Linked DNA regions of Sus scrofa: region 2 is linked to region 1. The links are chromatin contacts, called in public HiChIP or PLAC-seq maps. All regions are on one chromosome and are shown on one strand. The core of a region is the stretch at or near the end of the contact, and the rest is flanking DNA. Distances in the headings are between cores, read along the strand shown. Region 1 has its middle 150 kb from the start of MBNL1. Region 2 overlaps MBNL1 (muscleblind-like protein 1).

Region 1 (4,843 bases), core at 1,206-3,705:
TTATTTGCTTATTGTCTCTTATCCCCAATAAAACATCAGCTCTGTGAGAAAATGGACTTTATATGTTATTCATGAAGAAATTTCTAGCACTTGAATTGTGTCTAGCACATGATATATACTCAATAAATAGTATACTCAATGGAATATTTGTTGAATGACTGAACATATATAAATGTATTTAAGAATCAAAATTTGTAAAAAGCCGTATTTAATATACTTGAAGTAGGCAAAGTATGAATTTCCATAATTTAGGTGTACTGCAATTGTTGAAGATGGGTCAAGAAGTTGGGCATACAGTAACTACAAATATTATGTGTTTGGAATTTGAGGATACTAGCTATAAAGTTCATTAATCTACTAATACCAGAAAAAGTATTATAGATCCATATCTCTATATCTACCGATATAATTTTTAGTTATCCATGTGTTATATATAAATATTAACTATTTCACTTAATAGTTAATGTATATATAGATAGTAATTACTGCTTGAAGCTTATCTAAATATGTTTCCATGTCTTAAATGAATTCTGCAATTTTAAATTGAGGTTGTTAAGAACACATAATTTGGAGAGTAAGCCAAGATCTATTGGGGCACATATGACAAAAACCTCATTTCAAATAGTTTAAGTGAAAATAGATTTTATCTACGCATATATCTATAAAATCCAGGGATGGACTTCATGCAAGGCTAGATAAAGGACTTCGAAGTTGTTAGTTATCTTACTTTCTTTGTCTCTCTCTTTCTCCTTATCTATTTTTTCTTTTTTTTTTTTGTCTTTTTGGGGCCACACCCACGGCACAGGGAGGTTCCCAGTTTGGGGGTCTAATCAGAGTTACAGCTGCTGACCTGTGCCATAGCCACAGCAACATCAGATCCAAGCCAGGTCTGCAGCCCACACTACAGCTCATGGCAATGCCAGATTCTTAACCCACTGAGTGATGCCAGGGATGGAACCCACAACCTCATGGTTCTTAGTCAGGTTCCTTTCTACCATGCCATGATGGGAACTCCAATTTTTTCTTTACTCTTAATGGATGCAGACTCTTTATACATAGTTTTAAAAGACCTTATCTCTTGATAGAAGAAATAGCAAAGTCACATTGCAAAGGGCACACAGATAGCGTTGAGAGGATTTAATGAGAACAATTTCTATTGCTTAGTGATAGCCTAGGGTAAGCCTTGATTTACAACCTCATAATTAGCTTTCTCAGACAAAGAAAGAGTGCTTTCAACTAAAGAGTTCTTGCAAAAATCTTTGTGAGAACTCTGATTGTTGGGGTTTTGTCACATGCCTATCTGTGAATTGATTATTGGAGCCATGGAAACAGTCATTTTTTTCAGAAAGTGCCATGTCATGTTTTACCTCTAGAACTGAAGAGTGGGTCAGTAGCACCTAAACCATATAGACTGAGAGTGAGAGCAGAGTAACTGCTAGACAGTAATAAATATAAAACATATCAATAGAACAGAGAATTTCCTTTAAGATTCTGGACATATTTGAAATTTCTTATTTATTTTATTTTTCTCTCATACTTTTTTCTTTTTAGGGCCATACCTGTGGCATGCGGAAGTTCCCAGGCTAGGGGCTGAATCAGAGCTGCAGCTGCTGGGCCTATGCCACAGACACAACAATGTGGGGTCCAAGCCACATCTGAGACCTACACCACAGCTCATGGCAATGCTGAATCCTTAACCCACTGAGTGAGGCCAGGGATCCAACCTGCATCCTCATGGATACTAGTTGGGTTCATAACCCACTGAGCCACAATGGGAATTCCCTCTTGTACTTCTCAGTAAGGAAATATCAATGGGACCAGTTTATAGTTCAACTTGAGTCTAATTTTTGAGCCCTGGTTCAAATTGCTAGGTTTATAATTTGAGTAAAATAGAGAAACTGCTCTGACTGAACTGGGATAATTCTACAGCCTCCAAATGTAAAGGTTCTGCTTAATGTTTTCTAAAATGTGTTTGTGTACATGCTGTGTTTGTGCATGCATAATATAAATGTATTATATTATGACCAAATAATACATATAATGAACCTATTTCACCTTTTCCCCATCTCACTGTCATATCTCCCACTGTGTCTGCCATGAGGGGCAGGTTAAGGTAAATTACATTTTACATCTTATTTGATAATCTCATAAAATGATGAAAGTTCAATGGCTTTTGAAACAAGAGGAGAAAAAGAAATTCAGAATGTCTCTATATTCTTAGGAATGGACACAGATTTTGTAAGCCTGGGAGGCAGTATTCTTTGTGGTTGAGAGCAACTACTGGATATCATACACATCTGGGAAGAAATCCAAGAAATTCTGAAACATTCTTCAAGTCCTTTACTGCCTCTAAGCATTAACTTCTTTATCTGTAAAATGGATATACAGATTAATACCTAACTCATAAGCCTGCTGCGAATATTAAATGAGTCACTATGTGTATAACACTGAGCTTACCATACAGCCCTTAAGGAACCATTTGCCATTTGTGGTACATTTTGAAACTTCCCTATATTTCTCTTTTCATATAATTATTTTGAGTTAACTCATTTGACGCAAGAAAACTGTTGGAAGACAAATACTTCATCAATGTTAGGCAACATTCCAGTAGTTTTGGTTTCCTAGAAGAAACCATGGTTATAGGCCTCAACAACACAGAGAGGGCAAGAGTAGGTCTTCTGCTCAATGGTCCCAGATGAGCTTCCCGCTGACAGCCATCATTAATTACCAACTGTGTGAATGAGTCATTTTGGATGTCTAGCCAATAGAAACTTAGGTGACTGTAGCCCCAGCTGACATCTGCCCATAACTATATATAAGCCTGCAAAGTGACACTTACCCAGTTGGAGTCAATAAAGCTATAGAATCATGAGAGATAATAATACGTTACTGTTTGAAGCCACTAAGTTGTGGTGAGGTTTGTTATGCTACCAGTGATAACCAGAAAAGCAGGATTGGAAGGGTAGATAAGAAAGAGACCAAGTACTGAAGCACCTAAGAAAATTACCTAACAGGAATTGAGGATGGCAAGCACCAATATCTTCTCATTTTGCATCTCAGCTTTGCCTGAAACCAGCCTGAATAGTACTTAGAGTACAATACAGATATATTTGACTGCGTAGACTATCATTTTATAAATTAGTTCACAGGAATTTTGATGGCATAATCTATATGAATCTATCAAGGTTTGTAAAGCTAGGTTAAACTAAGGAATGTGGAGCTGGTTGTTTTTTCTTCTTAATTCTCTAAGGGATCTTGGGTGGTTAATTGAATTGAATGGTACCTCATTTTTCTTATATACAGGGTTCCTTTCCATCTTTGTGTTTGTTTTTCAGGACTTGCATTATAAAATTACACAGATAATCAAAAAATTCATGAATGAACAAATTACATGAAAATTTAGTTTCCCCTCAAACATCCTTTAACCTCCATCTTTCTTTAATAGTAAAATCTATTTAGCTCTCTCCTGCAACTTCCCTTCCTTTGTGGTTTGGCCTGCCTCCATTCTTGGATGTTTTCAAGGCCACTGTATTGCAAATGTATTGTCAAATGAAACTTCAAGCTTTGCAAAAGATACAGGATTCCATGGAGACCACGAAAGTGTTATTAGAGAAATACTTAGATCTCACTTGATGCCATTGGCAAGTTAGCCCCTAACAATGGGAGAAAGAAAAGTTAACAAGGATGAGGACAGGATAGGAGTTGAAAAGGAATGTTTTAAAAATCAAAGGCTTGGGAGTTCTCCTCGTGGCGCAGTGGTTGGCAAATCCGACTGGGAACCATGAGGTTTCGGGTTCGATCCCTGCCCTTGCTCAGTGGGTTAATGATCCGGCGTTGCAGTGAGCTGTGGTGTAGGTTGCAGACACAGCTCAGATCCCGCGTTGCTGTGGCTGGTGGCTACAGCTCCAATTAGACCCCTAGCCTGGGAACCTCCCATATGCTGCAGGAGCGGCCCAAGAAATGGCAAAAAGACAAAAATAAAATAAAATAAAATAAAAATCAAAGGCTTAAATTAAAAGAGATCTTTGAAAAAACTGATAAGCATATTCATATTGGCAAAAATAATCCTCCTTATCATTATGCCTAAAAAAGAAAATGTTTTACATAGAATACAGTATTATATAGCAGTACAAGTTGTCAGTAAAAGATATGCAATTATAAACTAAATTTTAGTTAAATATTAGATTATATTGTATCACATTTTTATAATTTTGTTTTCATTTTAAAAAATAAAGTTCTAATCAAAATATTTTCCTCTATTTTTAAAAATGAATTTGTGGTGCCAATTTAAAGTGGATTTAAGTGCCTTTTCTCCCTATATTAAGCATATTAATTATTCCAAGGTGAGGAAATAAAATCATAGTTAGCCTCCCAGATTAGTGAGAAATAGTTTATTTAATGATGATTTTTTTTTATTGTCAAGTTAATGGAAGATACTTTCAGTAACTTTGAGCTGTAGGCAATGGGTAAATAGTCTTTAATACAGAAAGCTCAGGTATTAGTTTACATGAAATAACCAACATTAAGATAGTGGAAAAGGCCAATTTCTCTCAGGGAAGTATGCATTCAGAGAAATTTTTGTTTTGGTTTTAGAGATGATAAGAGAATATTAAATACACCACAGAATGGAAAATACCATTGTCTTTCTAGCTCTCCTTTCATCATCCAGGCAACCAATGGTCACACCACTATTTTCTGAGGGGAAAACAAACATGAGACTATGAGACTCACCCTTATTCTACATGGAAGAGATAAGCCAGTGCTATGTAATGCCTATGCTATGAAATTGCAACACAACAGAAGGGATTGATGGTGACTAGTTGATGGTGCTGCTTCAGGGAGA
Region 2 (4,759 bases), core at 1,137-3,636, 230 kb before region 1:
CTACCCTCTGTCAAAATTGAGCCACCAGCTATAAGAAATGCAGCCACTTGGTGGCAATTTGCAGGGAGAAATTTACACGCCCATGTGGCATAACTTGAAGTGATGTATTAGAGTCTATTTACTCTCAATTATTTTTACAATCAAAAGTTTCCAAAGAAGGAAGCTGACAATTCTTAACCCAATTTTTAGACAACTATCTTCTCTGCAGAATTCCTTGGATAGTGGTATTACATACTGTACCCACAAAATCTGACTTATTCTTTGGCTGACAAGAAGATTTAAATTTATCTCAGTTTCCAACATGAACACGGAATTAACACAAAAGTTATTCAAAATTTTTCAAAAACACATTCTGGCATCTTTTGGGTGAGAAAAACAAAGTAACTCTATAGGCTTTTACATAAAACAAAGCATAACAAATGATTTTATGACCTTGGCACTACTAAGTGATAGACTAGGAAGATCACGACTCATTTATGCATTCATTCAAATTTTATATCAATATATATGTATATATATTCTGACTGACTTATCTTGCAGTTACAGTTCTCACTTCTTGCTGCTAATGACACTGCACTAAAACCAGAAATGTTTCTGATCATTTTAACTCCCTTTACTTTTAGAAATATATCAATGAGTAGAAATTATGTCTGTAGAAGAATAAATTAACAGTTTCTTATTCATCAACTCCTACTGGGTCAACTCTTTTTTATTAAATTCCTTGAACTTGGCTTTATCTGCAAAGAAATACATTAATAATCATCAATTCTAGCTTTGTACACAGATCAAAGCAGGAGAAGTTGCAGTGAGCTCCCCGGCTTCTTCTGGGAACTGAACCAATTGGTTCAGCTACCAACTGTAACCAATCCTTAACTAAGTCAGCTAGATATGAACTGGTAACCTAAAAGTGAAAAGTTCTAATTATGCACTACAAGTTTTTGAGTCACTGCATCCTCACAACTTTATGCTTTAAACAAACCAAATGCTGGCCAAAGAAATTCTATGAGTATGACTTAGTATTCTAAACCAGGAAAAGGAAGGACTTTCAGTGTTTGAGATAAGGTTTTCTGTAGTTTGGAAAATAAACATTTCCTATGCAGTTATGCCTGAGAGGCAGTGTGTATGTGGTGTGTGTGTGTGTAGAAAGAGTGTCTACGTTTGTGTGGGTAAGGGTGGAGAGAGGGAAGAGAGAAAGAGAGAAGAAAGGGAAAAAGAACTTCTCAGCAGTGTTTATGCAAACTGATTATTTTGTGCTGGAATGAGAATTCATCTCAGTAAGTATGTGCACATGAGCATGAGAGTACTGCAATTAACCATAAAATCAACAGGAAATGCTTAACCTGACTGCATATCACATTTCTATTAATTCAATGATACGGAATGATATGTCCTATATAGTTGTATAATAGTAGTCTGGGGTCTCTAAATTAGATAATTTAATATCTTTATTTCAATATACATAAGCCATTTTCTGCCTTTAAATAATAATAACATATTTTTTTCTGGATAGAAGAATAAGCAAGTTTTGTCCTGATGTCCTGCTTAAATAACCATACAGACACCTACTTTCTTTAAAATATATTTTATGTGATTTATTGTTTACTGTATTTACTAAGGAATGGCCAACAGAGGCAATGGTTTTATATGTGTCAAGTGTGGATACATATGTAACAAATCATGACATTTTAAGTATCTAGGCATTAGCAAGAGCTTTGACTGCAACTGTCACAATTTCCATGTGTTGATTGGTTAGCTGGAAATGCATCATACAAGCTTTTATTTAATATCTGGATAAAATATTATAAATTAAAAAAATAAAACGCTACCTCCATGTATATGTCTACCAGTTCATTTAATCCTCATTACACAACTCTGAAGCAGGTATTTTGTTATTCCCCTTTGGCAAATGAGAATACTCAGAAAGGTTAGTAAATGAATCTGGCAAAATCCATGAATGCCCCTAATACCTTGGGGAGAAGCTAAAGATTAATGGGATTTCAGCAACGTACATACATACACACACCTGTGATGTTTACTTTCTTATTTTCTGTTACAGTGTCTGGTTATACCTAAATTTCATATGATATGAAGAGTTAAAATTTATATTTTTGAGAATTTATGGAAATAATTCTTAAAGTATTTGGAGATTGCTACTCCTGCTGTCAGATAGGTAAATATAAAAGTGAAAAATATTTCAAATCAAATAGTGTATATATTTTAAAAGGTCCAAAACACTCTTATTTTACCGAACACTTGAAAACAGTACAATTTCGTTTGTTTTAAAAGAAATCCATTTTCTTTTATGCACTTTGGCACTACTGGCTGACCTAAGCCAAGTCAGCTCAGTTAAGGAGTAAACATCATTCCTTTAATTTTACAGGGTTCTCTTAATCCTTAACAGAAAAATTTCCCCATTTTTGTTTTTGTTTGTTGTTAATATAAACATTATATGTTGTAATTAAATGCAACCAGTACTATTTCTTTCTTTAAAGCCCAGTTTCACCCTTAACTGAGTTCCTATCTGTCTGTTAGCACTGGTACTTCCAGTTCCACCTTCCTGTTTAAAATATTTCTTCCCCCACTCCCCACCTCTTTTTTTTTCCTTCCAGAAATGACTAATCTTCCTGTTATTCTACTCTGTCAATTTTTCCCCTGGTATTCTTTTCATGTTGCATAACATTTACTTTTTAACCAGCTCCTCTTATAATTTTACTACTGTATTCCTGAGGCTAGCCTTCCGTTTTCAACAGATTAAAAGAGTCAATATTTATGAATGACCATACTTCTTTCTCAACTTTTGTGCTACTCAGATTAAGCTATTTCCTCGAGTCAAAAATGCAACTATTCTTTCAATTGTCATAATATAAATATCAATTTTGATCTTCAAATAAATTCAGCTTAATTCTCATAGTTACCAGATACCACAATTAAAGGGCTTAGTTTTTTTGTCTCCTTTCAAATTTCCTGATAAGGTACTAGCAAAGGAAACCTAATACCACTTCCTCTAAAAATCTCTTACTTGCCAATAGCTAACAGGTTAGCATAGACTTACAAGCAGAATGTAAAATTTTTCTATCTTTCTGATTTTCAATTGCAAAAAGTACTTTTAATTATACGCTAAGAATCTGTCCAAGAATCTGTCTTCTATGCTAATCTAAAATAATCATAACAGCTATTTTACACTATCTGAACATGAATAAAATAGATTTTCTGTTCTAGAGGAAACATTTGAGAAGAGTTTTAGAATTACAATGATTATTTAAATAACATAATCTAAAATATACAACATTAGTATCACCTGTCTAACAAAGCTATATAAATCATAACAGATATACAAAACACATTTTTCTGGTGAAGTCAACATTTATTCACATTCACTATCTCACAGTCACAGAATCCCTTAGAGAAAGGGGTGTCTTACTAGTCCCATTTACACTGACTATTCATACAAGATGATGTTCACAAAGCTTTAGAAATTATACATTTTCTAAAATCCAAAACACCTTTAAAAATCCTGACAAAACAATTTTAATTATAGGAGAAAAATACATTCATAAAATGTCACCCTCAGTTCCTAAAAATATAAGTCAAATTAAGTTTAAGTATTTGCTTATGTTAAAATAGCCCAAGATCTTATCATTTACTTTTGTCTTGGGGAGGTCCCCATTATTCCCTCTCTTGCCTTTCCAAATAATGAAAAGTAAAACTTCCTCATTTATCATATACAGTGCCCTATATGAGGACATTTCATTTCCTTTGAGTTAGCAGTAACTACTTAACTTTCAAATCTCTTCACTGTCCCTATCTAAGACACGAGCGCCAGGGTCTCTAAAATCAGCTTAGTATTTGTTAAGATACATAAAACAACAAGTAATATAGTAAGCAAAATCAAATACATATACATTTTTTATCACATCATATTATGAGCAGAAACAAACTCAAACTACATATTCTATGAAAAAGCAGAGCTAGTGCCTATATTCCTAGTTGCTAGCACAGTGCTTACTATATATATATCATATATACATATATGATCAATAAATACCTTCTGAGTGAATAGATTTAATTATATAGAGGTACATACAAAAAAGAAAGGAAAGAGGACTTCCTGGTACCATGGGGTGTAATGTTACCAAAATGCATTAATCAAAAAAAAAAAAAATCAAGAAAACTATTTCCTCAAGGGAAATGTTGTAAAAATCTATTAGAATACTTTGAACATATCTATAATTATATTTAGATCTTAGATTAGAGGTTAGTATCTGGTTCTAAAAATTGATAAATAAAAAATCCTGCATCTTCTCCATATTTTTGCTATAAACTGTACCGTAGAGTTGCCAATTAGATACTAAGGAAAAGTTTTTTACAGGAAAATTCCCAGCAATAAATACAGGAAGAATAGTATAATTAAAAGTCACTGTTTTGCAATCCCTACCAAGATCATGGAGCTGTGAAATGATCAACAATGGAGTGAAACCACTGTATCCAATTCTGATGGAGAATTTACAAGGGCTGGGACAGGCCCACCTGAACTCATAAGACAGTTTCAGCATCATTAAATGTGGAGACAAATGAAATTTTACCCTCCTGATATGATGCACCTGGAAGTATCATGTGATATTCTCACCAAATAATGATATTTACTATTTTAAGTAGCATTAAAACCGAACTCAAGTCTAGCTCTAACTTCTAGCCTACAGAAAATAAGAGTGATGAAGGAACAAGCTAAATGATACTACAGAGAAGCAATTAGCTCAAT

Evidence for each region. HiChIP or PLAC-seq counts read pairs in DNA pulled down with a chosen protein or histone mark.
Region 2: an H3K27ac HiChIP or PLAC-seq map of alveolar macrophages shows a contact between it and region 1. The contact joins two enhancer-like sites. A contact is called at or near these places in 1 of 47 Hi-C or Micro-C datasets (embryonic fibroblasts) and 1 of 2 datasets of contacts at active chromatin or transcription factors (alveolar macrophages).

The regions. Positions count from the first base shown.
Region 1 is chr13:92,340,128-92,344,970 of Sscrofa11.1, reverse strand. No RefSeq gene overlaps it. Among named protein-coding and RNA genes, the nearest start is that of MBNL1, 150 kb to the left of the region's middle. Within about 2 kb of position 2,455, at least 3 of the 83 cell types and tissues checked have an H3K27ac peak or open chromatin away from gene starts, as enhancers often do. A contact at or near this core is called in alveolar macrophages, where this site is marked.
Region 2 is chr13:92,573,453-92,578,211 of Sscrofa11.1, reverse strand. The region is part of intron 3 of MBNL1 (muscleblind-like protein 1); the gene reads right to left. Among named protein-coding and RNA genes, the nearest start is that of MBNL1, 84 kb to the right of the region's middle. Within about 2 kb of position 2,386, at least 10 of the 83 cell types and tissues checked have an H3K27ac peak or open chromatin away from gene starts, as enhancers often do. A contact at or near this core is called in alveolar macrophages, where this site is marked.